2 separate regions of the Mus musculus genome follow, and region 2 is linked to region 1. Evidence: chromatin contacts called from public HiChIP or PLAC-seq data. All regions are on one chromosome and are shown on one strand. The core of a region is the stretch at or near the end of the contact, and the rest is flanking DNA. Distances in the headings are between cores, read along the strand shown.

What was found. HiChIP or PLAC-seq counts read pairs in DNA pulled down with a chosen protein or histone mark.
Region 2: a contact with region 1 is called in an H3K27ac HiChIP or PLAC-seq map of microglia, with 5 times the contacts expected there. The contact joins the promoter of Pfkfb3 here to the promoter of 4930412O13Rik in region 1. A contact is called at or near these places in 1 of 484 Hi-C or Micro-C datasets (embryonic stem cells) and 2 of 115 datasets of contacts at active chromatin or transcription factors (forebrain and microglia).

Annotation. Positions count from the first base shown.
Region 1 is chr2:9,879,268-9,883,795 of GRCm38.p6, reverse strand. It overlaps 4930412O13Rik (RIKEN cDNA 4930412O13 gene), which reads right to left and starts at 2,550. Exons shown (of 5, transcript NR_024257.1): 1 at 2,117-2,550; 2 at 1,855-2,030; 3 at 932-1,253; 4 at 655-789. It overlaps 9230102O04Rik (RIKEN cDNA 9230102O04 gene), which reads left to right. Exons shown (of 4, transcript NR_040511.1): 3 at 1-45; 4 at 470-755. It also overlaps a transcript of Gata3 not described here.
Region 2 is chr2:11,499,012-11,504,250 of GRCm38.p6, reverse strand. Pfkfb3 (6-phosphofructo-2-kinase/fructose-2,6-biphosphatase 3) reads left to right here and starts at 2,161. Exons shown (of 18, transcript NM_001177753.1): 1 at 2,161-2,626. The coding sequence starts at 2,551. Gm52500 (a long non-coding RNA gene) reads right to left here and starts at 2,241. Exons shown (of 3, transcript XR_003953759.1): 1 at 745-2,241; 2 at 1-97.

The DNA of each region.
Region 1 (4,528 bases), core at 1,301-3,800:
CTCATGCGGGGAAAAAAGAGAAAAGAGGACATGGTGAAAGCTAAGGTGATAACGTAATATGTGTTTAACCTATGAGGTCCGGGTCGCCGAGGCAAAGTGGCCTCCCCAGCCGTTTTGTAAGCTCAAGCCAGGCTGACTGGTGGCGCCTTGGGACTGTGTCCCCGGCATAACCCTCCTGCTCCGCAGCTGGCGAACTATTTATACAGCTTTACCTGTACTATTCTCGTATCCAGTAAAAAACCCTCGCCTGGCCTGGGTAACTTAATCCGGAGGTTAAAACGGAGGAGGGGGTACAGGGGCTGGCTCCAGAGGAGAGGAAGTGTGTTGTGAGACTTAAGCAGGGTCTCTTCTTTGCTCCTCCCCGGATTGGGAAGGCAATTAGGATTTAGTTCGAGAAACCGAGGCGGGGAAGTAAGATTGAGACTTGGATCCATGTCCCAGTCTTCCCGGCTTTTCTCCTCTCAAACAGGCACTGTGGATTGACCAGGCGGCCGCAGCTCCAACCCATGCTCCAAGAAAGAACAGTGGTCCGGGGGATGACCAAGGATGAGTCTCCTACCGTGGCTTGCTTGGGGGCAGATCTAGCTCCCCCTCCCGCCTTTCTTTTACAACTTCCATGCCTAAGACAAAATGATCAAGGAACCCAACCCGTACCTTCACAACCAGACCCTCCGGGTTATCCCAGGCCTGCATATCGCAGAGCCCGGGCGGGGATTGCAGCGTGCACGGAATCGAATTAAACGCATCTCGGTGGTTATTGTCTCTCGCTAATTGCTTCAACAATGGCCACTGTTAAAACGGATACACCCAATTAAAGGTCCCGCGCGGTCTCCCTGGGTTCTCGCCACCGCCCCGCTTCCCTAGTCCGAGGCGATGTAGACCTCCGGGTTGTGAACCGGTGGTAAGGGGGTACCGGCGCCGGCCTGGATACCTCTGCCCTTCGCTTCCTTCCCAGACGCACAGCGACCACGGTCTTTTCACTTCGTTTTCTATTAATCAATCGCATGGAAGGAAGATTGATCGAGCTGGAATGGGAAGTGACTTTTTCCCTAGTCCTTGGGTCGTCGGGGTCCCGGGCTGTGAATTTAATTTCTGGCCTTCGGTGCTGCTCTGCTTTCTCCCCGACCTCCCAGCCCTTCAGGTTCCGGGCTTCACTTCAGTCGGTAACCGCGCCATCAGATCCGCCCAGGCCGGCGCCTTGGCTCCGGGAGGAGGGACAAGGCAGCACGCCCCGCTCCGCTTCGTTTTCCAGCCTGCAAACATTTGCTGCCTCTAGGAGAATCCTACTATTCCGCTTGCGCTCGGCGTGCAAAGTCCCTAAGTAAACACGCTCAAATGACAGCCCTAGGCATTCCGAGGCACGCTTTCTACCCCTGCCCAGGATTAGTAACTATAGTACTTCGACCCCCGGGGTTTGGCTTTGCAGGTCACTCTCTGGAGGGCTGCGCTCAACAACCCCCCCACCCCCGCGACCCCCAAAGTAGCATCTTTTCGCATCTCGGCCCCGCGGAGCTCGCCTGGTCTCTCTCGGAGTCAGGTTCGGGTTGTTGACTCTGGGTGGATTTCTACCTTCTGGGTCCATGGCCCCAAGTGATGAGGCCCAATCACTCGCTAAACCTTTTTTTTCAATCAGGGCTTCCAAATTCTGAAGGGGACCGGTTGTGTCTACTTCTAGAGGGATGGGGTCGCCCTAGTGAAGGCGAGTGGGAGGGACCTGAGGATGGGCAAGTGTGTGTGTGTGTGTGTGTGTGTGTGTGTGTGTGTGTGTAGGGGGGTGAGGGGTGTCTCAGCTTACTCCACGCATAGAGTAAGTCAGATCCATTTCTTACCCTTTCCCCAAGAGGGCACACATACCCTGCTCAACTTGACGCCTCCAGCAGCAGCCTCAAGGCCTGGGTTTTCAGATAGGCCAAATTGACTCCGGCTATCCAAGTACAACAGCCCCAGATCCCGGTTCTAGCTGAGCCTTTGCCTGCTCCGCTCCAGATGCTGAGTCCCCAGGGAACCGTAGCGTTCGTCAGCCCCTTACCCTATAGAGAGAGGCCTCATGAACTGCAGGAGCCAAAGACTCCAGGCAGCAGCGGCAACAGCATTCTCCTTGATGGCTTTCTCTTGCCTTTCCCCCAGCTCCGCCAGATGCTCCAGGGGAAGAAGGGGAATGCGGTACACCGAGCCAGACCCGGTGTGCCTTGGGGTTGTGGTGGTGGTGGCACCCCAGGTCTTTAAGGGGGCACCCAGACGTCCCTTAACGAGGCCCGGATCAGCTTTGTAGCTCTCTGGAACTGAAGGATTGGGACCACCTTTCCCTCCGGCCTCAAGCCCCCTCCCCTCCCCCACCACCCGCCAAGGGAAGAGGAAGCCCGGCCTGCATTTGCGAGCAAGGCGGGTCAGACCGGCGCCTGTCCTGGCCCAGACCCCCGGAGTCCAGCTCTCCGCCTCAGGCCACGCGCCGCAGCCTCTCCGGACTCGATCCCTTCCCCCTTCTTCCCGGTGGGTCTCGGAGCCGACCTCGGCCCTCCCTCTCCGGTATCCCCCTCCTCTCTTTTTCCCTCCCCCTCCCCTGCTCTGTGTTTCTGACTCTGGGGCCGGCCCGTGACGTCAAACCCAGTGTGGCGTCGGCGAGACTGGCCGGCGCGGGCCATCAAAAGAGCAACGTCCTCTTTCCCAATTACCCACTGTCAGTCCGGGAACAGGGGCGGACCGGCTGGGAATTACATGTTAAATACCCCCTACAGGCTGGATCCAGTGCCCGGGGCGCCTAGCCTCAGGCCCCCTACCCCTCTCTGCCAACCCTAAACTACCTCAGACCTGGAGGGGCCTATTAGATATTTTGTTTTTCCAAGGGAGGGGAGTGTCTTTGCATCCAGTCTAGCTCCTCTGGTGATTGAATTAAGACGAATAATCCTCTCCATCCCCACTACTACATCTATTAGAGAGGCGCCCCTACTAGGGAAGCCATCCTTTTCAGAAGTATATTCTTTTTCAGTCTTTAAAAATACGTTCTAAGCCGTATAGACTAACATGTTCAGTTCTTGGCGTCAGCAGCTTTCTTTCTTGTCTCCAGAAGGATTTCTTTTGCGCATTAAAAAAATTATTATTATTATCATCTACATCTCGGTGCCCGGGACCAAAGAGATATGCTTACTCGAGACTTTTCTCGAAGCTGTGAACTAGGGACTGGCTGACTGATGCCTTATACAACTCATGAGTGATACAGCAATAGTATTTTTCCCTTTTAAACTCTCATTCTAGATCTTAATCCCGGGCCTTTTAGCAAAAATGTGTGTGCGGTCTTCTCTGCTTGTTTATGGAATGGTTTCCGGTGAATGTTAGACAGCAACTAAATAATTAAAAGGTTTTGAGAGCGCCGTGAGCTGGAAGAGATGCTGGCAGCTTGATTGGCCCAGGAGAGATGGGTTGGTCAAAGAGTGAAAGTAAAAAAATCGATATTCTAAGACTGGGCCGCCCTCATAAACGTGGGACCAAGGGGTGCAGGGTGAACTCAGAAGGGAGGGAAGACTCGTTTTTAAAAAAAAGGTATCTTCGTAATTTGTATTTAGAAATTCAGCCTTGATTTCAGTCAAAGATCAGATGTAAAAGGGGGGGGGGTGTCAGGAGAAGCTCCAAACCCAAGCCCGCAGGGCACATTTCTAAATAAATTTTGTCTTCTTCAAGGGTTGTATTGTAAAAAGAACGCACCTTCCCTCTCCCCGCACTCCACTGGCTTCAAGGTAGATATTGATGGCTTTTCTCCACAGTAGAATAGAAGAAGTTACTTGGAACTTTTAAGAAAGGGCTTGTCGGGAATCCAAGTTTTGAATAAGTGGGAAATATTATGGGGTAAAGAAATGAAGAGGGGATGACGCCTTCAGTTCCAGTAACCCTCTAAAGCCAAGCTCTCTGCCCTGGAGGGTGGAATGGGAACACCTCTTACACTGCCCTGGGGTGCACCCGAAGTCTCTTTCGGACCTTGCTCATCCGGGCAGTGTTTTCTGGACCCAGGCTGCAGAAACCTCAACGCCACTAGGGGATGCAGTGACTCAAAGGACGGAACAGGGCCGCAGAGGTTGGAGCCCGTGGGGCGGGGCGACTGCGGCCCGGTCGTGGTATCTCCCGATGATTGGTCCTTACAAATGGCCCCGCCCTCGTCCGCCCAGCCTCTCTACTGGGCGTCTTCCAGCCTCTCTCCTGTGTCAGCTTGCGGCCCTCCCACCAGACCCTGTCCCAGAGACCCAAAATGTCCAGGGAAGTTGCGGCTGGGTCCACCCCGGAGGTCAGGGTTGGATATTATAGAGGGGACCGTTTTCCTCGGGTGAAAGCAGAATAAAGTAGCACCCCGAGCTAGGCGAAGAGAAAAGTTAGGCTATCGCAGCAAAGATCAAGTTAGTTGTACACGGTACTTCGGGGACCAGTGAGCCTAGGTCTCGCTAAGCCAGCTTTTTATGCATCGCGTTGTCACTAAGGTCAAAAGCACACATTGATGATATCATTAGATCCGAAAAAGACAGCTGCAACAGCTGACGCTGTT
Region 2 (5,239 bases), core at 912-3,411, 1.6 Mb before region 1:
TAGTGTTTGTTCTGGGTACCCACTACATTGTTGACTCCAGGAAAGGAAAACTGCCCCATCTGAGAATGCTTAGCTGCCACCTGACTTGAGGACTGACCTTAAATCGAGAGATTTAAACATGATAAAAGAGAAATAAAAGATCGTTCTCCACTGGTACCATTCCCACCACGTTCTCCCTGGCGGTTCCCAGCAATCTGTTCCTAAGCTTTGACATCTGGCCATTTGCCTGGCTTGTAGGTGTGTGCAAACTCAAGCGGGCACCTGGGAACATGGCACAGGCCTGTAATACCAGGCTGAGAAAGGAGCAAGCTTGAGGCCGGCCTGGGCTGCATAGGAAAACTGTCTCAAACAAAGCAAAACAAACAGAAAACCTAGTGGAAACTTTACAAGCGTCCAGGTGCACTATGGTTATTGGGAGTCGGGAGTGGGGAGTCTCCTGGCAGGGATGCACTCTCACCCCCATCCCTTCCCCCTCCCCCTCAGCTTGCAAATACCAGTAAGGGAACCCTTCTGGAGACTACTAGATGTTTTCCTTGTCGAGTCAGTCCATTCTAATTTCAGGAGTGGAGCGAGATTCTCCCTTGGGCTTTCTAGGGTGTCACCTCTGGCATTTGCTCTCACTGAAGAAAAACAAGTTTAAATGTAATGCACCGGGTTTCTTTCTGAACAGCTGCCTGAGCACAGAAATCGGAAGGTCAGCAAAGCTGTCCTGGGGTTGGGGACAGGTATTGAGGAGGGTGGTACCGGAGAGCAGGGTGCAGGAATGGCGGTTAGAGCTGGGAGGTTCCCAAGGGCTACTCGCCAGGTGAGCTCCAGGTCTCCTAAGCTCGCCAGGCTGCCGGAGAAGGCAAGGCGGAGGCCCCAGGCGGGGCGGGCTGGGTTGGGAACAGAGCAGCTGCGCCCGCCGCCGGGGGGCCGGCGCCCTCCCAGCAGAGCATGCAGGACGTGCGCGACGTGTGGCAGCCTCTGCGCAGACTTTTCCACTGCAGTGTGGGGTTCCGCGAGCGCCTCCAATCACAGCTCAGCTTCACCGCGACGTGTGCAGCTTGCGCTAAGCAAGGCAGATCTTCTGAGCGGAGGCTTCCTTCGCTAAAATCACATTTAAAGTGTCTTGTCTCCACGGCCTCCCGTGCAGCGGTCCTCACCGAAAGATCCCTTAGATCGTCGCTGAATAAATGAACTCTGGCGGTTCAACGATTGCCTGTTATGCATGTATCTCCAGCCTATGCAAAGTGCAAAAATCGGAAAGGAAGCGAGGGCATGTTCACATCAAACAAAATATAGCCGGTGTGCTAGAGCGGGCGCGTGGGGGTTGGGTGGGTGACATGAATTTAGGATCTAGCTGTCCCTTGATAGTTACTTTGGGGCTCATAGTCCGGTAATGGGAGAGGGAATGGGGTCTACTTTTAATCACTACTTGCAGAAGGGGTATGGAATATGGCCCATGTTGAAAGGGAAAATAATACCAACCGCCCCCCGCATCCCAAAGTTCCTTTTCGGTCGAACCTTCCTTCCTTCCTTATTTATTTATTGCCCCCCTTCAAGCGCCAGGCACGGTAGCACTGAGTGAGGGGTAGCAACACTACCCAAGCATGTTTCCCGGGGATTCAGGAAAAGTATGCGCCCGTGCCCGGAGGTGGCAGTGTCAGCAATGGCAGGGGACATAGTGGGCGATAATGCACAGGTGTTACCAGGAGGCAGCTCTGACCTGCGTCTTCACTTGGACTGAGCCAGTCCCCAAATCATGTAACTATGGTGCATGGTGTTGGGGCTCCCACGGCTTGTAAGGCTGAACTGGGAAGATGCTTTTACATAGCTCTAGCTCTGTGTGTGTGTGTGTGTGTGTGTGTGTGTGTGTAGGGGTGGAGGACTGTCAACGAACCACATTGGACATTATCAGATCGCTGCTGCCTTCCAAGCACAGATGAGGAAAGTGGCTGGAATTATTTGGGGACTCCGTTCCTGTCTTGCGCCCTTAGGGAATAAACTTAGGGACGGAAAGGAGGACGAAAGAACCAGCCTGGGTTGCAGGAACAGAGCGTGCTGCTCTCGTCCACCCGCAGGGGGCGGCAGCAGGCTGTCTCTTGGCCTTGCCCACCCTTCTCTCCACGTGAAAGGGGGCTGGGACGCAAAGAATGCGGCCCGCCCCGAGGCTGACGCGCCGCGCTACCGGTCAGATCTTAAAAGGCCGGGCAGTGCGTGTGGCATCCCGACAGAACTGGAGAGGAGCAAGTGGCAGTGCTGGGTGTTGGGACCGTGGCTGTCACTGCGCTGGAGCATCCCTGAGCTTTTGAACAGAGCCGACTAGTCAGCAGTGCAGCAGCCGCAACTCCACGCCGCTCTCATCTGTCTCGTGTCTCCGCTCAGGCGATCCTTCCTCCGAGACTCCGCACAAAGCACATTTTCCAAAGCAGTGCAAGGGAGCGCCCAGCCGCGTGCAGGCGGACGCACCCTTCCTGTCCTTTGTTCCGGGGGGATCTGCTGCTGCTCTTCTCCCCAAGTCGGAGTCTTTCCTCCAGGGGTGGCGGGTCGCCGAATACAGCTACGAAGATGCCGTTGGAACTGACCCAGAGCCGGGTACAGAAGATCTGGGTGCCCGTCGATCACCGACCCTCGTTGCCCAGATGTGAGTGCAGGCAGCCACGTGGGGGGCTAGGTTGTAGATTGCGCCGCGTGCAGAGCCCGGCCATTGTGTGTGCAGCGGCTTTGTGCCGGTTCCCCTCTGCGGGAAGCGCACTCGTGCCGGTCGGCCCGGCCCGGCGAGGCGGGGGTGGCGGCCGGCTGCGTCTCCCAGGCTGGGCAGAAGGGGCGCTGTGGCTCCGGAAACCTCCTGTGTGCCCGGCCCGGCCTGGGCTCTCTGGGCCAGCGCCTCCCAGAGGCTGGAGAGACCTGGCTGCTCCGGAGTCACCCTGGCCGACTGCAGCAGGGGCGCGGCCGCCCACACCAACGCCCCCTTTTCTTTGGGTCTCCTCTGGTTCACGGTCTTTTTTCTTCCTCGGATCTTTGCACCTCTGTATATTTCCATCTTCGCCGTCACTCCCGTGACTGCAGATCCTTGGTTGCAGGGATGGTTTATGGGTTGGTGACTAGTGTTGTATTACAGACGCACTCGTTTACCCGGAGCACGGAATTTGCTGGCAGTTTCTCTTAGTGCCTCACCTGTTGCTGCTGTGAACGATTTGGGAAGGTTTCATTCACTTCCATCCCTAGATAGGAAGAGGTGCCTCTGGGAAGAGCGGATGGAATTGCTCTAAGGCAATGCTTCCCTCCCAGGCAGCAGGCCCAGGAGCCCACGGGGGTAAACAGGAGCGAGCTGCCCAGTGGACACGTTGCTCACATCACGTTTGTAGTTTGAGAATCTACTGGCAAAACTGGGAGGTGGTTTCCTGTCACCCTGGGACACTGGAACACCAGGCTGCAGGGTAGGTTTCTCTGCTGTCACGTTTCTCAGGATGGCCATCACAGGACATGACAGCTCTCGGAGCTTTGTGGGTCTGAGTCACTTACTGGTTTCCCTGCCTCCCTGTGGTGCAGTATGAGACCTCTAGCAGGTCTTCCCTGCTGGACCTGTGGGCTTCGGTGGAACTCTGTCCCCAAGACAGTCTCCTTTTCTTTTGCTCAAGTAAGTCAGAGGTAAGGGCTTGGCAAGGGTTCTTCCCCAAACCCTGTCAGACACGTTTATGCACCGGGGCCACCTTTATGAAAATGCCCCAGGGTAAAACCAAGCCTGTGGGACACCTATAATCTCATTACACTGTAGCTGGGAAACTAAGGTCAAAGAATCATGAACCTGGACTACACAGTGAGACCCTGTCAATAAATAATAATAATAATAATAATAATAATAATAATAATAAAAACAGGGAAAGTTGGTAAGTTGGTCAAATTTAGACAGCATGCTGCTTCTGGACTTTTTAGTCAGGCAGATTATAGCGTTTTCTATTTTTTAAACTGAAATTGGTCAAACAATAGGGCCTGGTTTTCTATGTATGTGTACAGCCATGTGATTGCAGAATACATTCTTCCCTTGTTTGGGTCTGAGAGAACCATGGCAGCTTTTGCAAGAACCCAAGTTCAGTGACACTGGCTCAGTGAAAGACATCACCGTGCAGCGGGGCCTCCCCCAGGCTGCAGACCCTGATCGCTAGATTCCACGAGCTTGCACGTCTGTCGGAGCTCAGAGATTTGCACAGAATTGCTGTTGGAACCATGTAGAGTTGAAAGCGGATGTGCCTAAAGCTGACAGATTAAGATGACCAGCTCGCTCACTTCTGGAATTCTTGTGTGTGAGACTGGTGTGTATGTGAAAGAATGTGTAGTCAGACACATTCTTTCACATACAAATATCTGCAGCCAGGGGTTTTAAAAGCATATCCGTATTTTAAATGTTTTTCCCCCCCTATACTAAATTTGGTTTTACTGCAATAGAGAAAATAGGTTTTTTTTTTTGTTTTGTTTTGTTTTTTTAAATAAGTTACTTCTTTTCTACTGACACTGGGAATCTTGTGGACAGACTGACTGTCTTTCCTTCCTTCCTTTCTATTTTTCTTTCTTCTTTCTGAGATAAGGTCTCCAGTGACCCTGGCTGGCCTGGCTTCAACTTAAATGGGATTAAGAGTGTGTGCTACCACACCCAGCCTCTTGTAGATTTTCACTCACCTAAATCTTTTTTTTTTTTTTTTTTTTAACTGTTTTTCAGAGCTGAATTGACTTAAACGTTCTATGATGTCTAGATGACAGTGAACTTGTGGTCCTCCTGCCTTCTCTCCCCAAACACTGGGATTATGAGCATTCACCTACTTGTCTGGATTACCTGGTGATGGACATTGAACCCAGAGCTTTATGAATGCTGGGCAAGAATGCTCCCAGCTACTGCTGCTGCAGTCCCAGCCCTGTGGTCTCCACATCAGAGGCTGACAGCCAGCTCCACGGTGGCTTAGTACTAGAGGGCATAGAGAAGATTGTCCAGATAAAACTAAAGAAACAGTCATAAACAACGAACAAATCCCAAAGGCCAGGAATAGTGGTGCACATAGTGGTGAGGGCCGGGCAGGTAGATCTCTGAGTCCTAGGCTAGCCTGGCCTCCATAGCCCAAGGATATCCTGGCCTCTATAGCCTGTCTTGAAATTAAAAAACAAAAGGACTGCAGGATGATATGTTTGTCTGAGGAGTGCAGAAATTGAGTGTCAAGTTTCTTTACCGACATTGTGATAAATGTTTCTTCCAAAACTGGAAGTG